Regions from separate parts of the Pan troglodytes genome. Here region 1 is linked to region 2. A link is a contact called in public HiChIP or PLAC-seq data. All regions are on one chromosome and are shown on one strand. The core of a region is the stretch at or near the end of the contact, and the rest is flanking DNA. Distances in the headings are between cores, read along the strand shown. Region 1 holds the start of INCENP (inner centromere protein). Region 2 holds the start of FADS3 (fatty acid desaturase 3).

Region 1 (6,820 bases), core at 2,618-5,117, 230 kb after region 2:
TTTTAAAATTATTTACATATTGAAGCAGCACAGAAAGAACCTACAGTTCTTTCTTTATAAAAGTTTTTTTTGTTCTTCTTTTAACCCGTGTCTAGCTCTGTCACCCGGGCTGGAGTGCAGTGGCGCAATCTCTGCTCACAGCAACCTTGGCTCACTGCAACCTCTGCCTCTTCAGCTCAAGTGGTTCTCCCACCTCGGCCTCATGAGTAGCTGGTACTACAGACACATGCCACCATGCCTGGCTAATTTTTTGTATTTTTTGTAGAGAGAAGGTTTCACCATGTTGCCCATGCTAGTCTGAAACTGCTGGGCTCAAGTGATCCACCCTCCTCAGCCTACCAAAGTGTTGGGATTACAGGCGTGAGCCGTTGTGCCTGGCCCAAGACTATAATATTGATGGGACATTCTAAGTCCATAGGCTGTGCTGGGGACTCTCTAGCTTAAAGGTGGGGTGGCTCCATGGCCCACATTCCAAGAGTCTGGTTACACATTACCTACGTATTCTTTCTGGTCCTGGAAGTCTGTATCCTTCAGCCAGGTGCCATAGACAGTTTAACCAAGCCCAGAGGGAGGCGGACACAATTATATCCTGGTCTTCTGGTCTTACTTGGGCTTATGTGCTTGCTCAGGGCTATTCTCGGCTCAGTGGTCAGACAAAAGCTTTGACTGTGGTGAACCTTTGTAGCTTTTACCCCAGAGGCCCTCAATGCAAGGGGAATGTTGCATACAGTCCACTGGTCTGCAAATCAAGAAACACGTCCCCCACTGGGGGTAGAAAGAAGACTTTGGGGAAAATAAAAGGAGAGTTTTAAGGGAGTCAATTTCATATTCTCTTAGGTGTGTCCTGTATGCACTTTTTCTTTTCTTTTCTTTTTTTTTTTTTTTGAGATGGAGTTTCACTCTTATCGCCCAGGCTAGAGTGCAATGGCACAATCTCGGCTCACTGCAACCTCCACCTCCTGAGTACAAGCAATTCTCCTGCCTCAGCCTCCCGAGTAGCTGGGATTACAGGCGCACGCCGCCACACCCAGATTTTTTTTTTTTTTTTTTTTGTATTTTCAGTAGAAATGGGGTTTCATCATGTTGGCCAGGCTAGTCTCGAACTCCTGACCTCGAGTGATCCGCCCACCTCAGCCTCCCAAAGTGCTGGGATTACAGGCATGAGCCACCGCGCCCAGCCTGCACTGTACTTCTTTTATCTGCTTGTGAATGTACCTGCCATTAGCTAGTTTTCCTTTCCCTCAGCCCCCCTCCTTTTTTTCTTTTCTTTTTTATTTTTTTGAGATGGAGTTTCACTCTTGTTGCCCAGGCTGGAGTAAACTAGTGTTCCTTTCCCTCAGCCCCGCTCCTTTTTTTCTTTTCTTTTTTATTTTTTTGAGACGGAGTTTCACTCTTGTTGACCAGGCTGGAGTAAAATGGCACGATATCGGCTCACCGCAACCTCCACCTTTCAGGTTCAAGCGATTCTCCTGCCTCAGCCTCCCAAGTAGCTGGGATCACAGGCATATGCCACCATGCCCAGTTAATTTTGTATTTTTAGTAGAGACAGGGTTTCTCCATGTTGGTCAGGCTGGTCTTGAACTCCTGACCTCAGGTGATCCACCCACCTTGGCCTCCCAAAGTACTGGGATTACAGGCGTGAGCCACCACGCCCGGCCCCCTCAGCCCCTTTTATAGTTGCTCTTCTCTCTCTTGAGAAAGACGGGCCTTAATCCCCTTGGAAACTTGCTAAAGTGCACTGCACAGGGTAGAAAACTCTCCGAGGTAACAATCAAATAAACAATTTGAGACACTCATGTCAGAATTAATAAACAGAATGATTAACGATTGGGTAACATATCCTTTTACGATTCAGCTGATTTCCAATTATTTACATTCTTCAAAGAATAACTCAGAAATGTTTAGTTAATTTGCTCACAAATTATTTACTCACATATGATGGAGTCAGTTGGTAAACTGAGTAAAATAACAAAGGCAAAAACAGAATTGATAAAGAGAGGGAAGAAAGGGAGAGGAAAAATACTACAGACGACCTGGGAACAGGGTAAACTATCTGTTGGTAGCTGATCGTGGATATACAAATCTCTTCAAGATTGAACTGCCTTATTTTACAGGTAACAGCAACCTTGACTCACAGAGTAAAGTGACTTTGTCTAAAGCAGTTTCTCAACAGCAGCAATTCTGGTATCTGGGGCCTGGTAATTCCTTGCTGTGGGGACTGTCTTATGCACTAGATGGTGTTTAGCAGCATCCCTGGCCTTTACCCACCAAATACCACTAACCCCTTCTCCCAAACCCAAATGAATTCACGCACTGCCAAATGTGGGGGGCGGAGGTGGGATAAAACCTCCTCTGCATGAGAACCACTTCTCTCAAGAAACGTCCAGTACCAGGGTAGGTGACCAAGGATTCTGTCGCCCAAGAGATGACAGAAGGCTCTAGATAAACGCACACTCCGTTGCCATTCACCAGGCGTTTTGTTTTTACTTCTCAAAAGCGGCAGAGATTTTTTTTTTGAGACGGAGTTTTTTGCTTTTTGTGGCCCAGGCTGGAGTGCAATGGCGCGATCTCGGCCCACTGCAACCTCTGCCTCCCGGGTTCAAGCGATTCTCCTGTCTCAGCCTCCCGAGTAGCTGGGATTACAGGTGCAAGCCACCACGCCCGGCTAATTTTTTTTTGTATTTTAGTAGAGACAGGGTTCCACTGTGTTGCCCAGGCTGGTCTTGAACTCCTGAGCTCAGGCAATCCACCCGCCTCGGCCTTCCAAAGTGCTAGGATTGCAGGCGTGAGCCACCGCGCCCGGCCAGAGATTCTTTATAGGACATATTAGTCCTTGTCTTCCCCACCCACCCCCATATTGGAAAGATGAACTAATTGAAATATGACTTAGTAAAAACATTGTGCCAACTTGAAACCTTGATTTAGTAAAACATCTCAATGTTTAGATCCTTTGTCCAATGGTAGTATTTATCAGATGTATTCAGATTGCTCAGAAAACCAAAAGGGCATTACAACCACAAAAGCAAAGAAAAATAAGAAAACGTCCCATGTTTGGATCTTGTTCTACTTGTAAAGATTAAATTGAAATGATTAGGCTTTTCGATTCATGAGCCAAATACCGTAACACCCTGGCCTTTGATGGGTTTGGATTTTTAACATTACTCCTGAGATTTCAGGAAGTGGGGTTACAGTTACACTCCTTATAGCTTCTAAGTGTATTAAGTTGAATGTAAGGATGCATAATATTGTTTGAATTGAGCCCCACTACCAATTCTTTAAAAAATGGCATGAATTCTTATACGTAAATGATTTGGTGGAACTATTCCATCATAATTTCTCAATTGTTTATATACCAAGGTAGCCTTAATTTGTATATGTTTCAGTACAATGAAATTTTACTCCCTCTGGGATGCTGTTTGGTTTGTATTTTGAGGAATGTTTTTCTCATGGGAAGAGGAACCTATGACTTCTGTACCTAGATAATTTGTTACATTAAAAAGCTGCTCTTTCAGCAATGTAAGTATATACATACATGTTTTTATGAGGAAAAAAAAGCAGCAGAGATCAGAAGACTGCCACCGTGCTTGGAGAAGAAAGAAAGCCGCGCGTGGCCTTCGCAGTGCTCGCCGGGACTCGTAGTTCCAGGTCTGCGGGCTCCTCCCAGGCGGGGATCTACTTCCTCTCTCGGCCGCGGCCGGAGCACCCGGAAGCTGAGGGGGCGTAAAGTCTTTCGCTTCCTTTCCCCGCCTCTTAGTCCCGCAGATTGCTAGTCGACATGGCCAATAGGAGGGCTGACTGGTACTTCCTGTTATTTGATTGGCTTAAAATTTTGCAACCGCCCGGACAAACTTGCCGAGGATTGGCTGAACCTTCAGTTTTGAAAATCATAGATTTCGCCCGCGCTGCGCCGCCTGGTTGCTCCTCCCGTGCGGTGAGTCCCGAAGGCCCGGAGCCAAGTGGGTCTGGGCAAGCGGGGCCTTACCTAGGGATACCACCGGACTTGGATCGGAGCAGCCTTCAGGGGACGTGGCGCAGTCGAGTGAGTGCGCGTGGGCGTGGGGATTGAGGGGTGGTTCGCGATTTTTTCCCCGGTCCTCTGCTCCGTCCCTGTCGACTCCGGACCAGGGTCGTGACTCCCCACCCCAGCCCCTGGCTACCTGGGCATATGAGGGTCACCTCTTCCAAGTGGCGAGGTCGCCTGCCTTGGTTCTCGGGCCCGAGAGGCCTCCCACCCTTTCCACCTAGGCCCTCAGCTTCCTAGAGCATAGCCCCGTTCCCTCCGCTCCCGGCTGCTTGGCACTTTGTTTTGTGCCTGTGAGGATTAGTGTTGACTTGGACGCGCAGGAAGCCCGAAACCAACCCGGTTGTTTGGCGGAATGATGCCAGATGGCATTTCTGTGCAGTTAAACCCCTCTCTCAACGCCCCCGCCCCCAGCTGAGCAGCATTTTAAACTGACCATTTCCGGAGGCTGGGCCGCCCCTTGTCACTCCCCAAGCCTGTTCGCTGTCAGCGGTTCAGTTTCATTCAGCTAACATGGGCTGCTCGAGGGGTTGCCCAGAGCCAAGACTGGGCGCCTGCCTTTCAGAAGTTGATATCTAGAAGGCGGTATAGCCCGTGGTTAAGGGCACGGTTCTATTTATGCCCCTGATTTACCGGCTGATTTTGACTTCTCTTTGCCTCAATTTCCTCATCTGCCCATGCGTATCCTCAAGGTTGTGGTGAGAATTAAATGAGATGATGTCTGACTCGGGCATGGAGTATGACTCAGTAAATGGGAGCAGCTGCTATGCGCTTTCTGCACAGAGGTGTGGTAGGCGCCCAACTTACAGTACCCTGAAAAGGACAGGAGTCATAGAGGAGGACGATGGGGCCTTCAGTCTGGTGTATGGTGTGGAAGAAGTGTTGGAGAGGAGGAAGACTGGAGAGTGTCTCCCTCGGTGAGGTGTTGAGTGCTCTTTATCTGTGTGCAGGTGCTTACATGGGTTGAAGAAGAGATTTTTGCTGCTCTTCCAGGAGCCTGATTCTTGGTACACTGATTCCTTCTTTTTCAGGGTCACCTCTGTTTTAACTTACGGTAACCCTTTTTAAATGGTTGCGCTAAGGTCTGCTAGAAGCAAACCTCCCCGTGAAAGAAGTCCAATTGCTTTCATGGACTTTGTGAAAGAAGCTCTCATCCACGTTGCCCATTTGAACAAATACTTTTTAAAAAGTTAGCCAGTTGTTGCTTTTCTCTGCAAACCTTTGGCTTCCTTAAACAGTTTTCTCTTTTCTGGCCTGAGGTCCTGCGCTTTGCCAGGGCTGTGGTCTGGGTGCAGAAGGGTTAGGGGAAGGTGAAGGATGACAGTGAAAAGGGCTTGCCCATGATTGGCTGGCTGCAGAGCCGAGGTTTCAGCCCAAAGCCTGTACGATCCTGCCCATTTGGCCCTGCCCTGATTATTGCTGCCCTTGGCATCTGGGAACAGGGGTTTTGAACATGTGTTGGTCAGTTCTAACCTGTGCAGATTAAGTTTATTTGGTGCCCTTTGTGTGGTGGGATGAGCACCTATAGGATGTTTATTTCTAGGTGTAGAGTTGATGGGTGGATTAATTCATTTAACAAATAGTCCTTGTTGCCAGGCACTGCTGTGCTCTGGGCATTCAACGATGAGCAAGACAGACAGGGGTTTGCCCTCAGAGAGCAATTGTTTAGTGGGCAGGGACAGGCAGTAAGCAACAGATAAACAAGCACGCAAGTGCTCTGCAGAGAATTACAATCAATGAATGGGATCATGGCTGGGGCTACTTTAGATTGGTTTTCAGGTTTTCCTGAGGATCTGAGATCCAAGCCATGAGGAGTGAGCCATACAAAATGCGAGACAATGTTCCAGACGCAGGGCAGAGCTTGTTGAGGAACAAAGACTACTGTGTCCTTGAATCAAGCCTGAGGAAGTCCCATGAGACTGAAACTTGACCTGGTGCTACGCCCTGTGAGGGATCAAGGGGTCAGCAATTTATCCCTTCCTTACAAGACCTTCCATTGTAGGTAGGAGGCTGAGCTGTGCATGGTTTTTTTTTTTTTTGAGACAGAGTCTCCCTCTGTCGCCTAGGCTGGAGTGCAGTGGTGTGATCTTGGCTCATTGCAGCCTCTGCCTCCTAGGTTCAAGCGATTCTCCTGCGTCAGCCTCCTGAGTAGCTGGGATTATAGGCGTGCACCACCACACACGGCTAATTTTTTTGTATCTTTAGTAGAGACTGGGTTTCACCACGTTGGCCAGGCTGGTCTTGAACTCCTGACCTCGTGATCTGCCCACTTCGGCCTTCTAAAGTGCTGGGATTACAGGTGTGAGTCACCGTGCCCGGCCGGTTCTTGGTTTTAAAGAGGTAAGTCAGGATGGTGGATCACTGCCATTGACTTGAGGCATGCAGTCTGTTGTTATGGCTTATGACCACCACCCATTCATTTGTTCTTTCACTCATTCACCTGTTGGGATATTTAATGAGCCCCTGTTGTGATGTAGTAGAATATGGTTGTCTCTTGGAATCTTCAGGGGATTGGTTCCAGGACCTCCTTTGGATACCAAAATCCACAGATGTTCAAGTCCCTGATATAAAATGACAGTATTTGCATATAACCTACACACATCCTCCTGTATACTTTATATCTCTATATTACTTATAACACCTAATATGATGTAAAAGCTATGCAAGTAGTTGTTATACTGTATTATTAGGGAATAATGACAAGGGAAAAGAGTCTATACATGTTCAGTACAGATGCAGCTCTTTTTCAAATATTTTCCACTGGTGGTTGATTGCATCCATGGATGTGGAACTCACAGG
Region 2 (6,261 bases), core at 2,397-4,896:
AGATAGGACCGTAACCAAGTAAGGTCACCCAGGAAACGGGTAGCCATGCAGGGCTGTCCCACCGTACGCTGCAGTTTGCAGGGCACGCTCACACTTAGGGGCCAGCAGCATTTACCGAATACAAACTACTACATGGCAGCCCTGGGCCATGGGCTTGAGAAGACACAGTTCTGCCCTCAGCCAGCTCACTGTCTGCCCCAGCTCTCCCCACTTTACAGATGAGTAAACTGGGGCACAGAGGAGTGACATGCCTGCTTCAAGGTCGCTCAGTGCCTCCAATAGCAGAGCTGGCACCCGGCCCCAAGGAGCAGAGAGATGTTTTTTGTTGGTTTGTTTGAGACGGAGTTTTGCTCTTGTTGCCCAGGCTGGAGTGCAATGGCGCGATCTCAGCTCACCGGAACCTCCGTCTCCTGGGTTCAAGCGATTCTCCTGCCTCAGCCTCCCAAAGTGCTGGGATTACAGGCATGCGCCACCACGCCTGGCTAATTTTGTATTTTTTAAGAAGAGACAGGGTTTCTCCATGTTGGTCAGGCTGGTCTCAAACTCCCGACCTCAGGTGATCTGCCCACCTCAGCCTCCCAAAGTGCTGGGATTACAGGTGTGAGCCAACGCGCTCGGCCTGAGATGTTTTTAAAACAGATATTATTGGCTGCGAATCAATGAGAAAACTGTGTGATGGAAGTCTCAGGATCCGAAGCTAAATGTTAAGTCAGTAATTCCACTTGGGAGGAACCCCAGCATGGGCCTGGCACCAGGCAGGAAACAGTGATGAAATAAAAGCTTTCTGTATCCCAGCCGGGTGTGGTGGCTCACACCTGTAATCCCAGCACTTTGGGAGGCCGAGGTGGGTGGATCACGAGGTCAGGAGTTCGAGACCAGCTTGGCCAACATGGTGAAACCCCGTCTCTACTAAAAATACAATATGCCGGGCGTGGTGGCGCGTGCCCGTAATCCCAGCTACTCGGGAGGCTGAGGCAGGAGAATCGCTTGAACCTGGGAGGCGGAGGTTGCAGTGAGCCAAGATGGCGCCACTGCACTCCAGTCTGGGTGGCAGAGCAAGACTCTGTCTCCGGCGGTTGGTGGGGAGTAAAGTTTTCTGTATCCATACTGTCCTCTAGGTTACAAAAGACTAGAGCAGGCCGGGAGTGGTGGCTCATGCCTGTAATCTCAGAACTTTCGGAGGCTGAGGCAGGAGGAATGCTTGAACCCAGGACTTTGAGACCAGCCCGAGCAACATAGTGAGACCCTGTCTCTATTTTTAAACAAATAATAATAAATAAAATAGATACTTAAAAAAAAAAAAAAGACCAGAGCAGGCATCCACAAGACTCCTTGAAGGGAGGCCAGGGCTCAGCCAGGCCTTTGGGGAGAAGCCGTGCCCCTCACCTCGCCACGCCCTGGCAGAAAGGCAGGCACACACACCACTCACCCAGACATGCAAACACCTGCACGCGCAAATACTGCCCCCGGGCTGCTTCATCCCACGGCTGTGCTGTCCCCTCGGGCCAGCGTCTGGCGCCTGAACAGCCACGGACAAGGCGTTCTCTCTTTTTTTTTTTTTTTAGAATTTCAGGAGGATTCTTATTCTCACTCCTCAGCTTCATGGGGTGGAAGGAGAAAAGAGGGGCTTTCTTCCTCAAAGAGTCCAGTGAAGATTGTCCAACATGCTGGAGATGGCAATCGGCAGAGAGCAGGTGGCCCTGGCAAGAGGGACGCCGACAGTCCTGGGACTGGACAGAACCTCCGCTGCTGCCCAAAGAGCCAGCATTCAGGATTCATGTCCTCGGGTCTTGAAGACCTTCCTGATACCCAGTGTGGCCAACCTAGAAATTTGGAGGGTCAAAGACAGGGCATCGTGGCCCCAACCCCTATTATGCAGGTGGGTAACTAAGGAAAAGGGGCTGGTCGGGCTGCTCCACCACTGGACTCCAGCCAGACAGTACCCTGGGGCCAGGCTACATCCCTCCCTGTCTAGACAGGGGCTGGGATTGGGAAGTTGGGGTCCCCAGGGGCCAGCCTGTTCCTGGGGTGACTGTGCTTCCAGGAGAGGCCCACCCAGCCTGGCTGGCAAAGCCCTCCCACGTGCAGCTGCTAGCCCGGAGAGGTGAGTCACTGTCCCTGAGCCCTTTACAGAAGCTCTTGGGAAAGCCACAGACCTCAGGCCGGCCCAGCCCCCAGCCTCTAATGGCATGTCCTTACCGGCCCCTGGGGACCCTGCCCTGCCCTACGCCTAGCACTCAGCAAGCACCCAGCATGGGGACCCAGAACTGAAACAGGGACCTGGGAGCAACAGGGCAGCCCCTCACCCAGGGCAGGCTCTGCAGCATGACACACCCACCTCTGAGGCCCCCTCCTCCCCCGCAGACCTGCTCCGTGGACAGCTGCGGGTCCTCCACGCAGGGAACTGCCCTCCCTACCCCACATCTGGCCCTGGCTAGTCCACCCCAACTCTGGGTCCCGGCGTGGAGGTCAAAGGTCAGCGAGGGGAGGGAGGATGCTAAGGCCCCACAGGTGGAGCGGGACATCACGCCCACGACCGAGCTCCAGGCTCCACCCGCCGGTGGGTGGCTTCCTTACGGCTTCCTTACCGTGGCGTCCTCAGCGCCGTGGTGGCCGATGAGGCGGCTGCCCCCTGGGTGCCGCTGTGCCCAGCGGCTGATGTCGTAGACGCGGCGCTCGATGACCAGCCACTTGTCGCCGGGCTGGTCGTGCGCGCGGATCTGCTCCCAGCAGAAGGTGGGCAGCGGCGCCCCCGGCTGCGCGGGTCCCTCCCGCGGTCCCGGCTCCCCGACGCCGCCCATGCTGCACGCACGAGTCCTGGGGATCCCAGGCGGTGGCCGAGGTCCGAGCAAGACCCCGAGGGAAGCGAAGAGCGCTCCCGGGCGCCGCCTCCGCCGCCGCCGCCCGCTGCTCCGGCCCCGCCCTGCCGCCGCGGCCGCCGTACGAGCGAGCGTGCGCCTCCCGGCTCGCGGCGCAGGGAACTCCCCGCCTTATAACCGCGCGGACGGCGCCCGCCTCGCCTCGCCTGCCCCCCCGCCCCCGGCCAGGCCCCGGCCCCCAAGGCTGGCTGACCCCCCGCGTCCGCTCCAATCCAGGCGCGGGGCCTCGGTCTCCATTGGCCGCCAGGGAGGGCGGCGTCGAGGCGGCCCGCCCCTCCCGGGAGGACAGCGGCCGCCACCCAGCCCTGCCCCGGGGCACCGTCCCGCCCCCTTTCCCCGGGCTGCCGGCTTCCAGGCTCTTGACTCCGCCCGGAGCGCGGGGCCTGGGGACACAACACGCACCTGTTGGGCGTCCCGCAGCGCCTCGCCACGCCCTCGGGAACCGGAGGCGGAGTCCCGGTCTGTGAGCAGCGGGGCCTGGGGGGCTTCCAGCCGCGCGTCCTGCAACGTCAAATCCAGTGCGCCCAGAGGGGGGACGCTGTCTCGGGGTGCCTGTGAACAGTCTTCAAACCATGGGCCCCAATCTCTGCGGGGCCCCCACCGCCGCTGCAGCTCTCGCGGAGCCCTCTGCTGGGGGCGGGTGGCCTCTCCTCCGCCCTCGGCGCTGCAGGGCTGGGGATGGCCAGGGGTGGCCAAGGGGGAGGTAGGGGAGCAGGAGGGCACTGGCGCGTGGAGGCGGGCGCTGCCATCCATGGGCTGAGGACACCTGTGCTTGTTACTGCTTCCCCACCCCTTTTTTGTTTTGAGACAGGGGTCTCACTCTGTCGCCCAGGCTGCAGTGTAGTGGCATGATGTCGGCTCACTGCAGCCTCAACATCCTAAGCTCAGGAGATACCCCCACCTCAGTCTCGGGAGTCCCCAGCTGGGACTACAGGCACGCCCCATCATACCCGGCTAATTTTTGGTGTTATTTTATTTTTGTAGAAATGGGGGTCTTGCCATGTTGCCCAGGCTGGTCTTGAACTCCTGGACTCAAGTGACCCTCTCGCCTCCCAAAATGCTGGGATTACAGGCATGAGCCACTGCACCTGGGCCCCATCCGCTTTTTTTAATTTAAATACCTTCAAGTCCTTCTGAAGGTGTAGGTAGCTCCCCTAATTGCTTCGGATTTCTTTGTGATAAATATACCTGTTCCTAAAAGTTAAGCGTTCACACCAGCAAGGAATTCAAATCAGGCTAAGGTTACTTCCAGAGCACTGGTCTTCAATCTTCCATCAGAACCACCTGAAAGGCTTCCATCAGAACCACCCAGGAGGGTTATTCGGTGGGTCCGGTGTGGAGGCAGAGACTTACATGGCCAGTTCACAGGTGATGCTGACCGGCTGGTTGGGGAAATGCACTTAGAAAACCCTAAGTATATTTCTCTGATATGCTAATATTTTGTCTTGGTCTAAAGAGGACCAGTATCCCCAGAAGGGCAGAGGGGGCCTCTGAGTTCTCCATGGTACCAGGAGCTCCTGCCTTTGCTTGTCAGGACATCCAGCAAGGCCCATGATGTCATCAGGCACCGGGGCTGCCTGGGCCCTCTCCACTGAGGCACCCACTGACCATATCCTGGAACCCCAACCTGGCACATGTGTGTGGGGGTGCAAGAGCATGGCTGGTGGCCCTGGCCCAAGGGGGCTGCAGGCACCCCTGCCCCCCACCATGTTCACACAGCACAGGAAAGAAGGCTGACTCTTGAAGGAATGCATCCCCTGTACCAAAATCCAGCCCATCCACTGAGGGCATGGACCTGGCCCTGGCCCCACCTTCAGCAGCCCTGAGTGGCCAGATGTGGCCATCCTAGGGGCTTCTTCCTTGGGGCCAGCCCTGGCCTGGTCTCAGCCCCTGTGTGTGAGGTGGTTGGGGGTTGTGATAGGTTAGAACCTCCACTTTCCCCAGCTGCCCCCAGAAGAGATGGGGAAGATGAAGCGGGGGCCACAGAATCATGCAAGAGCTGTGAGTGAGGGCAGGGACCACAGCCCTATTGGCCAAGTCCTCCTCGAAGGGATCACTGTGGAGGCCAGGCGGAGCTCCTCAGAATGCTCCTCAGGAAAGAGGGGCTGCACACAAATGGCCAACACACACACGAAAAGGTGCTCAGCATTGCTAATCATCAGAGAGCTGCAAATGAAACTACAATGAAATACCGCCTCACACTTGTTAGGAGGGCTCCTATAAAAAAGAAAAAGGCCTGGAATCCCACCACTTTGGGAGGCCGAGGCAGGAGGATTGCTTGAGCCCTGGAGTTCAAGACCAGCCTCGGCAACATAGCAGCAACCCCGTCTTTAATAAATAAATACATAAATGAAAAAATCATGCCAGGCATGGTGGTTCATGCCTGTAATCCCAGCACTTTGGGAGGATCTCTTGAGCCTAGGGGTTCGAGACCAGCCTGGGCAACATGACAAAACCCTATTTCTACAAAAAAAAAAAACAAAAAAAAAACAAAAAAAAAACCTAGCAGGGCATGGTGGTGCATGCGCCTGCAGTCCCAGCTACTTAGGAGGCTGAGGTAGAAGGATCACTTGAGCCTGGGAAGCAGAGGTTGTAGTGCCCCAAGATCATGCCATTGTACTCCAGCCTGGGCTACAGAGGGAGACCCGGTCTCAAAAAATCAAATCACACGTGTTGGCAATGATGCAGAACCCTTGTGCATTGTGGGTAAGAATGTGAAGTGCTATAGCCAACTATAGAAAAGAGTATGAAAATGGCTTTAAAATGCCTATGATTCAGCAATTCCACTTCTGGGCATATACCCAAAAGAACCGAAAGCAGAGTCTTGAGGAGATATTTGTACATCTATTTTCTTAGCAGCATTATTCACAATGGCCAAGAGGTCATTGTGAGGCAGCACAACTGTCCATCCACAGACGCTGGATAAACAAAACGTGGTCAGGCCAGGCGCGGTGGCTCACGCCTATAATCCCAGCACTTTGGGAGGCTGAGGCGGGCGGATCACCTGAGGTCAGGAGTTTGAGACCATCATGGCCAACATGGAGAAACCCTGTCTCTACTAAAAATACAAAAATTAGCCAGGCATGGTGGCGCATGCCTGTAATCCCAGCTACTCAGGAGGCTGAGGCAGGAGAAAGGCTTGAACCCAGGAGGTGGAGGTTGCGGTGAGCCGAGATCGCGCCATTGCACTCCAGCCTGGAGTAATAATTAATTATAATATAATAAAATTTAAAATAAAAAATAAAACGTGGTCTATGCATACAATGGAATATTATTCAGTCTTAAAAAGGAAAGAAATCCTGTCACACGCTACAACAGATGGACACTGAGGACATGAAGTGAAAGAAGCCAGTAATGAGAGGACAAATACTGCATCACCCAC

What was found. HiChIP or PLAC-seq counts read pairs in DNA pulled down with a chosen protein or histone mark.
Region 1: an H3K4me3 HiChIP or PLAC-seq map of stem cell-derived excitatory neurons shows a contact between it and region 2, with 2.6 times the contacts expected there. The contact joins the promoter of INCENP here to the promoter of FADS3 in region 2. A contact is called at or near these places in 4 of 7 Hi-C or Micro-C datasets (induced pluripotent stem cells, a lymphoblastoid cell line and stem cell-derived neural progenitor cells) and 1 of 1 datasets of contacts at active chromatin or transcription factors (stem cell-derived excitatory neurons).

The regions. Positions count from the first base shown.
Region 1 is chr9:64,435,261-64,442,080 of NHGRI_mPanTro3-v2.0_pri, forward strand. It overlaps INCENP (inner centromere protein), which reads left to right and starts at 3,868. Exons shown (of 18, transcript XM_054662344.2): 1 at 3,868-4,039.
Region 2 is chr9:64,204,145-64,210,405 of NHGRI_mPanTro3-v2.0_pri, forward strand. FADS3 (fatty acid desaturase 3) reads right to left here and starts at 3,647. Exons shown (of 12, transcript XM_054662333.1): 1 at 3,282-3,647. The coding sequence starts at 3,632.